Linked DNA regions of Sus scrofa: region 1 is linked to region 2. A link is a contact called in public HiChIP or PLAC-seq data. All regions are on one chromosome and are shown on one strand. Each heading gives the region's core, a stretch centred on a gene start, on an enhancer-like site or on the middle of the called end of the contact. The rest is flanking DNA. Distances are from core to core; before and after follow the strand shown.

What was found. HiChIP or PLAC-seq counts read pairs in DNA pulled down with a chosen protein or histone mark.
Region 1: a contact with region 2 is called in an H3K27ac HiChIP or PLAC-seq map of alveolar macrophages. The contact joins two enhancer-like sites. A contact is called at or near these places in 1 of 47 Hi-C or Micro-C datasets (embryonic fibroblasts) and 1 of 2 datasets of contacts at active chromatin or transcription factors (alveolar macrophages).

The regions. Positions count from the first base shown.
Region 1 is chr1:119,688,420-119,695,916 of Sscrofa11.1, forward strand. No RefSeq gene overlaps it. Among named protein-coding and RNA genes, the nearest start is that of MAPK6, 79 kb to the right of the region's middle. Within about 2 kb of position 4,317, at least 12 of the 83 cell types and tissues checked have an H3K27ac peak or open chromatin away from gene starts, as enhancers often do. A contact at or near this core is called in alveolar macrophages, where this site is marked.
Region 2 is chr1:118,965,171-118,972,872 of Sscrofa11.1, forward strand. No RefSeq gene overlaps it. Among named protein-coding and RNA genes, the nearest start is that of FAM214A, 25 kb to the right of the region's middle. Within about 2 kb of position 5,066, at least 28 of the 83 cell types and tissues checked have an H3K27ac peak or open chromatin away from gene starts, as enhancers often do. A contact at or near this core is called in alveolar macrophages, where this site is marked.

The sequences.
Region 1 (7,497 bases), core at 3,067-5,566, 720 kb after region 2:
GGCAATGCCGGATCGTTAACCCACTGAGCAAGGGCAGGGACCGAACCCGAAACCTCATGGTTCCTAGTCGGATTCGTTAACCACTGCGCCACGACGGGAACTCCAAAAATACTCCTTTTGAGAGCTTGATTTTATGTGTGTTTTCAGCAGTCACTGGCTGACTTGAGTTCTGATCACCTGATGAAGAGGAAAACTTTCAGCATTTGGTTTTCAGGAGTTGAAAATTCAAAAAGAAAGGATAAAGTAAATAAATCTGTGATCTGCATCTTTATCCTGTTGGGACCATGGAGGTCACTGCTTTCCTGAATGTAGGATTATAGTGACACTGACCTTGACTTCTCCACACAGCTTAGATACCCTGGTCCGGGCCCGCCTCTATGCTGGGTCTGTATGTCAGCCTTCACTTACATCTTCCACATAACTTCCTGCTTCTGGAAATAGGGCCAAACTCCTGATTCGATTCTGCACCGCCAATTAAGTATCCAATGAGCTGCATTTAAGGAAAATAGAGTAAAATTTTAACTATGTTTCTCAAATTGTTATTAGACCAGTGGGTCTCGATCTTGATACACATCAGAATCCCCTAAAGCACTCTTAAAACTCTGGGATGCCTCAGAGTTCTCTGTTGGCTCAGAAGATTAAGGATCCAAGGACCCAGCATTGTCACTGCTATGGAGTTTGATCCCTGACCCAAGAACTTTCACATGCTGTGGACAGAGACAAAACAAAAACAAAAACAAAAACAAAAAACAACCCTAGGGATGCTTCTGTCAGCTCTGGAGACTGGATTTGATTGACTTAGGTGGGGCACGGCTTGAGCAAGTCCAAAAATTTCCCAGGTGATTCTTTTTTTTTGCTGTGCCTGCCAGCCTGTAAAAGTTCCCAGGCCAGGGATAGAACCCTCACCACAGCAGTAACCATGGCAGTCACTCCAGATCCTTAACTTGCTGTGCCACAAGGAAACTCTCTCCCAGGTGACTCTAATGTGTAACCAGAGTTGTACAGCCAGGATTGAGAACCACCTCATTAAGCGAGGACCTCATGGTTAACCTTTCGTGATAGTCTGTTCCATTTGAGTTCAATCAAGTTAATTGACCAAGTTAAGATTTCAATTAAATCTTAAGATACTTAAAATAAGGATGTCTACTTGATTAGTGTCCACTTTTCTTTTTTTTTAACTTTTCTTTGATGTTATACTTAGTTATAACTGAAAGAATCTAATAGTTTAGTGGATCTGTTCAGAAAAACTGCAGTTCCTAGTGCCCCCTCCTGACATTCCCAGCCCCAGAGACAACTCCTTTTGACTCTTCTAGCTAATTCTCTTGGAATTTGCCTCTATAGCTTTAAACAGAAATCTTGGATTACTATTTCTTGATTTTCAGTTTGGAATATTATCCATTATCTTCACACCATGATAATGAAGTGATTCGTCTCTTTCATTCCCCACATCTCCTGCCACATACAGATTCTTGTCCCCCTACCCCTACCCAATATAGTTGTATAATAATTTTGCTTAAATCAATATTCATATTTTATAATTTTTGTATGCCATTCAGAGCTGAGGCATATAACAACTATGATTAGTTATTTCCTGTACATTTATTTTATTTCCTCGAGTTAATATTTGCCTTAATTTTTCACTTGATTAGTTTTTTTTTTCCTTTTTTCTTCTTTTGTAGCATATAGAGTTCCTAGGCCAGGGATCAGATCTGAGCCCCAGTTGCAACCTACACTGCACTATGGCAATGCCAGGTCCTTTAACCCACTGTGCCAGGCTAGGGATCAAACCTTCATACCAGCACTCCCAAGACACCATCCATCCCATTCCGCTACAGCAGAAACTCCATTAGCTTGATTAGTTTTTTATTGGCTTTCTATGAACTTTTCAGGAATCCATCTTTAAAGTCTCTACCAGTTGTTAAAATATCTTCACAAGACATTTATTCACATCAGGTACTTTGTAAATTTCACCTTCCTGAAGATGAAAGGAACTCTGTCTCCCAGAGCTTTCTCACCTGCTCAAATCTGGGCTGGTTGTCCTCTGTACTGGGTGCACAACTGTCACCTTGCAATCTCCCTTCAGTGTCATCATGTTGGGATTCCCTTAGCTTTTCTCACCTGTTAGAGCTCCTTTTTCTGGATCCCTGCCTTTTCTCTTTCTTGGTTTACTCCCTTCTTTTGCTGAAATACATACCCCAGTAACTTTCTGAGAAAGAGCATATGAGAGGTTAAAAAAAGTTGAAGCCATGCATATCTGAAGATGTCTTAGTTCTACCTTCACAGTTGATTCATACTTTGGGTATAGTATTCCAGATTGTAAATTATTTTCCCTCAGAATTTTAGAGGCATTTCTCCATTTTCTTGTAGCTTCCAGTGTTAAAGGCATTCTTCTATGTTCCTTTAGCTTGCAGTGTTGATTCCTAATCCTTTTTTGGTGGCCCATTTTTTTCTCCCCAGAAGCCTGGAGGATCTTCTCTATGGCCCTGAGGTCCTAAAATATCACATTGACACATGGGTGTATTTTCATCCATTGTGCTGGGCACTTAGGTGAGCCCTTTCAATCTGGAAACTTGGGTCCTTCAGTCCTGGAAGTTGCTTTCTCAGCTTGCTTTGCAGCTAGCAGTGTTCATGTGACATGGTCTGACCAAAAAGGTATTAGCAAAAGTCTCTCAGGAGGTTCTGCGAAATCTTTTGCTTTTCTAATCTTGAGGCACAGATGGTGCTAGCATGGCTCCTTCTTCCTTCTCCTTGCCTTGAATATGGATCCATATGGATAACTGAGCTGTAATGGTTATCGCAAACCCATGAGGGAAAGGCAAAATAATCACAGATGTTAGCCCTGATCTTTTTTTTTTAACCATTGAACCAATACCAGGAGCTGCATGTCTTCTGAATTTTTGTTACATGAGAAAAATGAACCTCTATTTTTTTAAACTCTGCAGGCTGGTTTTGCTGTTACTTGAAGCCAAATTTATTCCTAACTGATAGATTCCTACTGACAGTAGATGCTTGGTAAATATTTGTTTGGCTGAATTCTACAGAGGGGATGAAAGATTTTTTAAAATTTAATTATATTTAAATTTATAGCCAATATATTACCATTTCAACATATAATCAGTTTTTTAAAAATTGTATTAAAGTATAGTTGATCTACTAGGGGATGAAAAATTTGAGCTCACAGATGTCACACGTGAAATTGCGTCTTCTCCAAGAGAAAAAAAAAAAGTGCCCACATCTGTCTTGGTGTCTTCAAAAACCTCTGTAGAAAAGAGGAACTTGATCAAAGTAGGCAAATATACTGAAGGTGCTTGGGGGAAGCAAGAAGAGTTCATTGTCGTGGCTATGAGAAAGCATATAAAACTCCACTGCACTCACTTCACAAGCTTAGAGAACTAAAATATTTGGGCAGTAGGGGTGGCATTTCTTTTTTTTCTTTTTATAGCTGCATCCATGGTATATATTAGTTCCCAGGCTAGTGGTCCAATGGGAGCTGCAGCTGCCAGCCTACACCACAGTCACAGCAACACTGCACCCAAGCCTCATCTGTGACTTACACCGCAGCTTGCAGCAATGCGGGATCCTTAACCCAAAAGGCCAGGGATCAAACCTGCATCCTCACAGACACTGTGTTGGGTCCTTAACCCACTGAGCCACAATGGGAACGCCCCGCATTTCTTAAAGTAGCAAGAGAGGAAAATGACCTAAAAGCTCTGGCAAAGGAACACTAGGTTTTTCTCTAATACACTGGCACATCCATTTGTGCTTCTTGCCTGTTATATATATTGAACCAAAATAATAATTACACTGTAATCTGTGCTCCCAAGGTAGACCATCCTAGAATCAATTAACAGGAGCATAAGAATGCCATAAGAAATAAAGATTTTTTCATTCTAAAAACCAGATCTTGAAGCTTTTTAGAAACAACTGCATTTAGGCCTACTTGTAATTGTATGTTTCTATCACCTAAAAAAGCCAAGCTGCTGAAGCAAGAGTAAATCTGACTTGAAAGATATGTGTTAAACACCAACTGCACAGCCAGAAACGGCTCCGTTTGGCTATAAAATTGACAATTGAGATGTCAGGCAGGGTCAGATAAAGGGGATCCAGGACCATCATCCACCACAGGATCCCGTGTGCTTCTGGGAATTGGAGTTTCCCCCACAGCTGGAGATAAATTAGCTATCCAAAAGGAGAGGACTACTTCTCAGAAATTAGTTTTCAGGAAAGAGAAGTTGGATTTACTGTGGTTTGACAGTTCTGACTGGTCTTTACCACAGCTATTTTTAAAGCTGCTTTCCAGTAACTGTGAGTAACCCTCAGGGTTGGCAACTGTCCTGGGAGGCCAGTGACCGCAGAGACCCTTTTGCTGAGGCCCAGGGCTTGCTCTATAAGGAGATGGAAGTGGGGGTGGGGGGTGCTTACAAAAGAAGGGGCCAGAAGATAGCAAATGGCATTGTAGTGAGGGAGGGAGAGGGCATGTGGTGGGCTAAGGGCAGCGGGTGACCTCAAGATGACTGAGCCACAGGGTGGGGCGAGCCAGCATCGACACTGCCTGTGGGGGCATTTGGATACAGCCTTGCTGTCTGCTCGTCTCCCCACATGACTTCGTTCGTGGGCACTGGAGGGATGAAAAGAGGTCCTTGAACAGTAATGCTTACTAACCATGGGCCCTTTCTTACTTGGGCATAGGTTAACTCACCCTATGATGTCTTGGGCCCCAGATATGCAGAACCAGGAAGGTTGCTTTTGCCTCTAACCTCCTGGGACTCATGCATCCCACAGCTGCCAGTGTGCTTGCTGTAGTTTATCTTCTTTTGCAGAGAATGAAATTCTCCCTCAACCTTAGCTCTTCACCTTTTGAAGCTAGATTTTATTTTTTTGGTCATACCCATGGTATGTAGAAATTCCCACACCAGGGAGTCAAACCCGTGTCATAGCCCTAACCAGAACCACAGCTGCAGCAACACCAGATCCTTAAGCCGCTGTGCCACAAGGGAACTTCCAGAAGCTAAACTTTATTTATTTAGTCTTTTTAGGGCTGCACCCTTGGCATATGGAAGTTCCCAAGCAAGGGGTCGAATCAGAGCTATAACTTCAGCACACCACAGCCACAGCAAGGCCAGATCCAAGCCACATCACAGCTCATGGCAATACTGGATCCTTAACCCAATGAGCAAGGCCAGGGATCGAACCTGTGTCCTCATGGTTACTAGTCAGGTTCGTTACTGCTGAACCGCAGTGGGAATTCCCAGAAGCTAGACTTTTAAATTATGTATTCATTTAACTTTATGTACAATTAGGCCCTTGCAACTGTTTTACAATTTGGTCCTTTTTGTGTGGCATGGCCACTTTTTACTTTGTGATTTTTATATTTCCACTGTGAACAATTTCAAAAATACAAATTTAGAGGAAAAAACATAATGAATTCTCACTTATCCAAAATCCAGCTTGAACAGTGATCAACTCACAACCAGTCTTTTTTTATGTGTACCCTCCCTTACAACCCATTGCTTCATATAAGCAAATCCCAGCCACTCCATGCAAAGTCCTGAGTTCCTTAGCTTGCACATAATGGTCTTCAAGTGGTCCTGCTTTCCAGTATAACAGGATGTTCCAGGTTCTTCCTGTACCTTTGCTGTCTCAGTGGATCAGCCATTTCCTTTAAATAAGAAATTGTTTTTAGAGAACACAGTCTGAGTTCTCAGAGTGCTGTTGCATCTGAGCTGATCACCGTTTCTAGGATACAATGCCCACCTTGGCATTCTCTGTAGGCTTTAGAAAACCTGTGGACTCACACAACTACAAAGGCCATACTTGGCACTGACCTCACCTAGAATAAGGATACAAGGACAGGAAACCCCCCACCCCCACCCCGGTGGGGCTGTGGAGGCCATTTCTCTAGGCAGCCCCACCCCCTAGCCCTTGGAGGTCATCAGAAGAACAGGACTGAGGAGTTTCTGTGGTGGCTCACTGGTGACAAACCCAACTAATATCCATGAAGACGTGGGTTCAATCCTTGGCCTCGATCAGCGGGTTAAGAATCTGGTGTTACTGTGAGCTGCAGTGCAGATCTCAGGCATGGTTTAGATCCTGAGTTGCTATGGCATAGGTAGGCAGCTGCAGCTCTGACTCAACCCCCGGCCTGAAAACTTCCATTTGTGGGCGCGGCCTTAAAAAAAAAAAAAAAAAAAAGACCCAGGCAATCAGAGGTTCCGCATCCCCTCCCTGTCCTTGGAATGTATGCTCTTCCTACTTTTCCCATAGTGGGAGGTGTTCCAAGGACACAGCCTTGAGAAAGTAAGATTGATGTTGAGACCATCTGAACAGTATGCATGACTGAACACAGTTAGGGCAGTCAGCCCTCTGTATCTGCAAGTTCCACATCCTTGGATTCAACCAACCTCAGATTGAAAATATTCAGGAAAAAAAAATTCAGGAAATTCCAAAAAGCAAAACCTGTATTTGCTGTTGGGCCAGCAACTATTTACATAGCACTCGCATTGTATTTATGACCACTTACATGGCATTTGCATTGTATTAGGTACTTTAAGTAATCTAAAATTGATTGAAAGCATAAGGGAGGCTCTGCACACACATTAAATGCAAGTACTATGCAGTTATGTATTAGGGACTCGAGCATCCTAGGATTTTGGTATCAGAATCAATATGGATCTGGAACTAATCCCACTGATACTGCGGGACAACTGTATAAAGTTTTAAGTTTCTGGCAGGCGGTACAGAGATCTATTCATCTTTCAACATCCCAAGACAAGCCCGGTGTGAATAAATAAATTTCCTTATTTATTAAAACCCACTGCCTACTAATTGGGAGTGGTCTGCCTCTTTCTTTGGTTTCTCCTTGCCCTCCACGTATGGAGCACCAGTTTGCAAGCCGACACCACCTCCCCCTGTGTGTTGCCAGATAAACTACAGGATGACCAGTTAAACCTGAATTTCAGAAAAATGATGCATATAAGCCTCGTATCCCAGTTAGAAACAAATATCCCAATATTAGTAATATCTTTATGGGCCTAGCTTGCTTCCATGTCCCCTCAAGGGACATGTCCCATTCCAAGAGTCATAATTCTCAGGAAACCACAGCTTTCCACCAGGTCTTTCTAATCCATTCACTGTCCTCGCTGTCCAGATGCAGTGGGTCATTTTTACCACAAGCAATGTTGCCTAGTAACCCAGCTGACATTCCACCTTCATCAGATTTTCAGAAAAGAGCTATAAAAAGTAAACTCCAAGGAGAACGAGAGATGATTTTTTTTTAAGTCCTTTATATAGAGAGGCCTTTTCAGTGGTCAGAGCCAGGAAAGACAGATGATAGATGATAAAGGAAAAACAGTTTTCCACCTGAGGAGGGAAAAACTCAGTGCTTCCTTACTATGTCTGTCTTTCCTGTGTGTCTTCACTGCTCACAAAACAAAAAAAAAAAAAAAAAAAAAAACACTTCACTTTTGACAATTTTGGTCACCAAATACATGGGGTTTC
Region 2 (7,702 bases), core at 3,816-6,315:
AAAGGTTAAGGATCCAGTGTTGGAGTGAGCTGTGGTGCAGTTCGCAGAGGTGGCTTGGATCTGGCGTTGCTGTGGTTGTGGTGTAGGCCAGCAGCTGTAGCTCCACTTGCCTGGGAACCTCCATATGCCACAGGTCCAGCCCTAAAAAGACAAAAAAAAAAAAAAAAAAAAAAAGATAAAAGAAAGAAAGATAGTTTAGTTTTTCCCTCAGCAGTGATTTTTAACCAGGGATGATTTTGCACACCATGGCAAACCAGCAAACCAAATTCAGCAAACTATAAAAAGGATGATATGCCATGATTGAGTGGGGTTTATCCTGAGCATGCAAGGTTGATTTAACATCTGAATATCGATTAATGTAATATACCATATTCACACAATAAGGAACAAAATCCACACGAGCATCTTAATGGTCGTGCAAAAGCATTTGATAAAATCCAACACCTTCTCATGATAAAAACTCTCAAGAAGGTAGAAATAGAAGGGAACTTCCTCAACCTAACAAAATGCATCTGTGAAAAACTCATAGCTAACATACTTGATAGCAAAAGACTGAATGTTTTCCTCCTCCTAAGATCAGGGACAAGACAAGGACATACACTATCATCACTTCTATTCAAAATTGTACTAGAGGTTCTAGCTAGAGCAATTAAGGAAGAAAAAGAAATAAAAAGGCATCCAGACTGGAAAGGAAGAAGTAAAACTATATTCACTGATGACATGATTTGTATTTAGAAAATTCTAAAGGATCTACAAAAAATTAGTAGAAGTAATAAGCAAATTCAGCAAGTTTGCAGGGTACAAGGTCATTATACAAAAATCAATTGTATTTCTATGCACTAGCAATGAATAGTCTAAAAATGAAATTAAGAAAAGAGTTCCATTTATATTAACATCAAAAAGAATAAAATACTTAGGAATAAATTTAACAAAAGTGCGAGACTTGTACATTGAAAACTGCAACTCATCATTGAAAGAAATTAAATATGATCTAATTAAAATATGATCTACAAATGGCAGAGCAGATAAGCACATGAAAATATTCTCAGCATCATTTAGTCATTAGGGAAAGGCAAATCTCACCTACAAAGAACTGTTATTTCATGCCCACTAGGATGGCTATAATAAAAAAAGACAATAACACGGAGTTCCTTCATGCCTGAGCGGGTTAAGGGAGCTCCCTGCTTGGTTAGTTTTGTATAGTGTTCTTCAGTTTGTCTAATACTTTCTCATGATTAGATTGAAGAAATATATTTTGGGTGGGGTATTTGATGTTATATGTTTTACTTACAGTGATGCTAATGTTGATCTCATAGTTGTCAGGTTTCTCTGCTATAAAGTTACTATTTTCCCCTTTGGGGAGATACTTTGAGATTTTTGCACACGTCCTATTTCTCCTCATTCTTTCACCTACTGATTTTAGCCTTCACCAGTTGTTGCCTACAACACTTATTACTGAGGCATTTCCTTAAAGGAAATTATCTATTTCCATCTCCCCCTCCATATATTTTAATTGGAATTCTACTATAGGGAAGGGTTGTCCTTTCCTCCCATTTATTTATTTATTCATTTTTGCCTTTATATTACTATGAAATCATGGATATTTATTTTATTATATGGATTATAATCCAATAATCTCATTATTTATTTTATAGTTTCCATTGTCCCACTTGAGGCCTTTGGGAGCTTTCATTAAGTCTGTTCTTGTGCCCTTCGACACGCCTCATTATTTAAAAAATAAACAATTATTGATATGTCACATAAAATTTATCCTTTTATATAATATAATTCAGTGGGGTTTTTTTTTGCATATTCACAGGGTTGTACAACCACCACCAGTATCTAATTTTAGAACATTTTTATCACCCCCCCCAAAGAAATCCCATACCCATTAGTAGTCACTGCCATTTCCCCTTTCCCCTGGGCCCTGGCAACCACTAACCCACTTTCTCTTTCTGTAGACTTACCTGTTCTGGACATTTTATATAAGTAGAATTATACAATATTTGGCCTTTTGTGTCTGGTTTTACCACTTAGTATACCATTTTTTAAGTCTGTCCATGTCATAGCATGTATCAATTCTTTTTATATCTGCATGCTGAATAACAGTTCAATATATGGACATACCACAGGTTGTTTATCCATTTATTCAGTTACTGAATATTTGGGTTCTTCCCACTTTTTGGCTGTTATGATTAATGCTACTATGAGCACTTGTGTAAAGGCTTTCGTGTGAACATATGTCTTCAGTTCTTCTGAATATATACCTACTAATAGAATTGCTGGATCAAATGGTAACTCTATGACTTACAGTTTGAGGAATTGCCAAATTGTTCTCTAAGGAGGGTGTCCTGGAGTTCCTGTTATGGCTCAACAAGTCAAGAACATGACATAGTCTCCATGAGGATGCAGGTTCAATCCCTGGCTTCGCTTAGTGGGGTTAAGGATCTGGCATTGCTGAAAGCTACGGTGTAGGCTATAAATGCTGCTCAGATCTGGTGTTGCTTTGGCTGTGGTGTAGACCGGCAGCTGCAGCTCTGATTCAACCCCTAGCATAGGAACTTCCATATGCTGCAGATACGGCCATATAAGGAAAAAATAAATAAACAAGTAAATAAAGTAAGGATAACAAACTCACCATATGCTAACATGAAACCAAAGTTAAAAAAATTAATTGAGCAGTATCTTCAAGAGAGTTAAGGTCAAGAAAGACTGAAGAATTTTCACTATTGGAGGATACTCAGGAGGCATGACAATGTGAGCTGGATTCTGGACAAGAAAAATATTAGTGGGAAAATACTCAAAATTCAATTGAGGTCTGTAGAGTAGCTTAAAGTATTGTATGAATGTTAATTTCCTGCTTTCAATAATTGCACTATGGTTATGTAAAATGTGTAAATTAGGGGCAGATGGGTAAAGGGTAAACAGAACCCCCTGTACTATTTGTGCAACTCTTCTCCGAGTCTAAAATTATTTCAACATAAAAACTTTTAAATATTTGATTTAAAAAACTATATCCAGATTCAATTTTCTTTGAAAGTAAATTGTGGGCCCCTTTGCTTTATAGGTTGCGAAAGGAATAATGTGAAAGGCAGCAAGCAGCCCAGTGATTTACAACAAAGCACCTTGTCTTGGAAATCCTAGGTTTTAACATTTTCCATGCCACAGTTCTTCCAGTGGGTGGCAGCACTTGACCAGTTTCTCATCAGCAAAACCCAGGAAGAAAGAGGAGATTGAGAAGAGGGAGGTGAAACAATGAGAAATTCTGCACATGGGGATAAAGGTGACATTGTCATTATTTAATGTACAGTCACTATAGGGTGATGCCATTTTTATGGGCACTTAAGTGATGAGGCATGGAGGAAAGAACTTGTAAACAGTGATGTAAGGCTTGGAGGCAAAATAACCTACCCCACCCTATCCCCACCCTTCTCCCACCACAGCCTAGGGCCTCAGGAAGGAGCACTGTTTCCACCAGGTGCCAATGCCACACTCTTGAAAGGATAACAATGGGTGACTTTTGTGAGACTTTTAAAGAATGATACAAAGAAGCTATAAATCATTAATAGTATAAAAGTTTAATAAAATAAGACTGTTATCTAATTTCTTATTGGTTTTTCTGAGAATGGGCAGCCTGGAAAGAACACTCATTTCTCTTTTTTTCTGCTGTCTTCTCTCCCAAACCCAAGAATTTCTCCCATGTAAGTCTAATACCTGACCTCAGTATCTCAGCCATCTTTGGTAGTTGCTGAAACCCAGTCCATCAGGAGATTTATTTAAAAGACCAGAGCCAGGAAGTTCCCGTCATGGCTCAGCAGTAATGAACCTGACTAGTATCCATGAGAATGCAGGTTTGATCCCTGACCTTTCTCAGTGGGTTAAGGATCCAGCGTTGCCATGAGCTGTGGTGTGGGTCACAGACGCAGCTTGGACCTGGTGTTGCTGTAGCTGTGGCATAGGCTGGCAGCTGTAGCTTTGATTAAACCCCTAGCCTGGGAACTTCCATATGCCTCGGATGCAGCATATGGAATATATGGCATATAAGACAAAAAATAAATAAAAATAAAAAATAAAAAACCATAGCCAGCAAGCATCAGAACTTCAAGCCAAGACTTTGAGGAGACCAAGTCCTCCCTCCACAGGGCAGAAACCTGTCCTAAGCCCCTGCCTTTTGTGAAGGAGTTGACTCCAGTGACAGGGAGGGGATGATTTCTGGCCCTGGGCACCAAGGATTCCACAGTGAAGCTGAGTTGTGCCAGCTAAGGTGAACCCTCCCCATAGTAGTTAAGACATAATATGTGTATTTTAATAATGTTATATTCTGGAGTTCCCTTATGGTGCGTTGTCACTGCCGTGGTTTGGGTTGCTGCTGTAGTGCCAGTTCAGTCCCTGGCCAGACATCCACAATGCCCCAGGCATAGCTAAAAACAAATAGAAAAACAAAAACAAAACTTGTGGTTACTGAAGGGGACAGGTGGGTTGAAAGATGGGTTGGGGGTTTGGGATTGGCATATGCACACTATTGTGTATTGAATGGATGGTCATTGGAGACCCACTGTATAGCACAGTGAACTTTACTCAATATTCTGGGATAACCTATATGAAAATGGCTATATGTATGTGTGTAACTGAATCACTTCTCTGTAAGGCAGAAATTAACACATTATAAATCAACTATACTTTAATAAAATTAAAATAAAAAGAATCATTTCCAATAGGAGCTGTTCTTGAGTTTCTGGTCCAGCCCCTGTGGGGGCCACTGAGGGCTGCTATCTCTGCGGACATCTCAAGGTCTAGTCCAAATCAGCCTTGAGGGAGCTGGAGGGCCCAGTACACAGGCGGCTCTTCTCCTCGGCTCCTCCTGAGAAAGGTCAGACATGATCCCATGGTCTGTCTGCTTTGGGTATACTGAAGTCCCACACAACTTGCCTTCCCTCCAACACTGAGTCCCCGAAGTTCACTTTTACCCAGAATACACTGAGGCCCAAAGCACAGGTTACAGTCCCAGACCTTTTGTGCTGCCTTGGAGCCTCTTGCCACATCTGCAGCTGAATGTGACAGGATGTGGGTAAGAGGGCCTGACGACTGTGATGCAAGAATCCCTGGCTTTACATAACACATGGTGCTCTGCTGACCATGCAAAACTTAATACAAGGACTCAACCCCCACAAAGAGGCAACTCAGGAAAGAGCCATGCATGGCTGCAAACACACCCCACTCTCAGTTGCCAAAACACTTGTTTTAACCAGAACGAAAATGAAAATATAGCCCAGCCCTGTTACCCTACCCTCATCTGGTAACCTTCATTTTAAGAACTCCAAGTTCTGGGAGAAACAAACAGAAAACACAGTTTGTTTTTTAACTTCAGTTGACATTAAAAAAAATTTTTTTAAACATAGAGTTGGTTTATAATGTTGTGCCAATTTCTGCTATACAGCAAAGTGACCCAGTTATACATATATATGCATTACTTTTCTTATATTACCTTCCATTAAGGGCTATCCCAAGACTTTTTTTTTTTTTTTTTTTTTTTTTTTTTTGCTGCCCTGTGGCATATGACAGATCCTGGACCAGGGGTAATATCCAAGCCAGAGCTGCAACCTACACCACAGCTATGGCAATGACGGATCCTTAACTCACTGCCCTGGCCCAGGATTGAACTGGTGCCTCCACAGAGAGAAAGCAGAATCATTAACCCACTGCACCACAGACTTTTTTTTTTTTTTTTAATCTTTTTGTCTTTTTAGCACCACACCCGGGGCATATGTAGGTTCCCAAGGTAGGGGTCCAATCGGAGCTGTAGTCACTGGCCTACACCACAGCCACAGCCAACTACGAGAGATCCCAGCCGTGTCTTTGACCCACACCCCAGCTCATGGCAATGCCGGATCCTTAACCCATTGAGCAAGGCAAGGGATCCAACATGCATCCTCATTAATGCTAGTCGGGTTTGTTAACCACTGAGCCAGGACTGGAACTCCCATAGACATCTTTTAAAAATAACTTTTTAGGAAGTTCCTGTTGTGGCACAGTGGAAACAAATCTGACTAGTATCCATGAGGATGTAGGTCCAATCTCTGGCCTCACTCAGTGGGTTAAGGATCTGGCGTTGGCATGAGCTGTGGTGTAGGTTGCAGACATGGCTTGAATCTGGCATTGCTGTGGCTGTGGCACAGGCCAATAGCTGCAGCTCAGATTCAACCCCTAGGCTGGGAACTTCCATAAGCCTAGTGTGTGGCCCCAAGAAGCAAAAAAAAAAAAAAAAAAACCCACAACTTTTATATAATCAGAAGAACAGTTTCACATTTAACCAAAAAAATTAAATTATGTAATTATTTTCCTTAATAGATAATTCCCAGTTAAAATTCAATTTCTCAGGAATCTGAAAAGTAATATATACATAAAAATAAATCACCACGTGCTAACACAACATTGTAAAGCAACTATACTTCAAATAAAATGATAAAATTAAAAAAATTAAATGTCCTTTGTAGTGGATTGTCTAAATTAGGATCCAGTAATAAGATCCCACATTGCACTTGCTTTTGTGTCCCTATTATCTTTTTTTTAATTGATCTTTTTTATCATTTATTTATATATATATTTTTTCTATTGTACAGCATGGTGACTCAGTTACACGTACATGCATACATTCTTTTTTCTCACATTATGTGTTCCATCATAATTGACTACACAGAGTTCCCAGTGCTACACACCAGGATCCCATTGCTAATCCATCCCGAAGGCAACATTCTGCACCTATTTACCCCAAGCTCCCAGTCCCTCCCACTCCCTCCCTTTCCCCCTTGGCAACCACAAGTCTGTTCTCCAAGTCCATGATTTTCTTTTCTGTGGAAAGGTTCATTTGTGCCCTATATTAGATTCCAGATATAAGTGATATCATATGGTATTTGTCTTTCTCTTTCTGAATTACTTCACTCAGTATGAGAGTCTCTAGTTCCATCCATGTTGCTGCAAATGGCATTATGTCATTCTTTTTTATGGCTGAGTAGTATTCATTGTGTATATATACACCACATCTTCTTTATCCAATCATCTATCTGTAGACATTTAGGTTGATTCCATGTCTTGGTTATTGTGAATAGTGCTGCAATGAACATGCGGGTGTATGTGTCTTTTTTAATTAGAGTTTTGTCTGGATATATGCCTATTGTCTTTTGATCTACGGCGTTCCATTTTCTCTGCTACTGACTGACTGGAGCCTGGGGTCAGGTGACCTGAAGAAAGCCTGCCTCCTTGGTGTGTCTGATGACTTCCTCTGGTTGTAGTTTGGCTTGTTTGTTCATCCCTTGACTTTCCTGTAACCTGGAAGTTATATCTAAAAGTTAGAGATTCAGGTTAAACCTGAGTCCATATGTATTTTTATAACGTGCATAGAAAAGCTGAATGGGAAAAATGACAACCATATATTCATAATGTATCATACATATATCAGCTGGTACTGCTCAATTAAGGCACATTTATCTTAATCTCATGAATCACAAAACCTACTTACTTAACCAGTTAATTTTATGGATGGGAGTCTCCTTATAATTCTATCTTTAAAATCTTGAAAGTCAGAAATGTGTGGTCTAAAATGGCATAGAAGAAATTGACATAAAAGAACTCAAGAAACACCCCTGCTTTCTCTTGAGAAATGAATCTGTTTCCAGTTTTTGACTCACAGTCCTACCCTGACCCC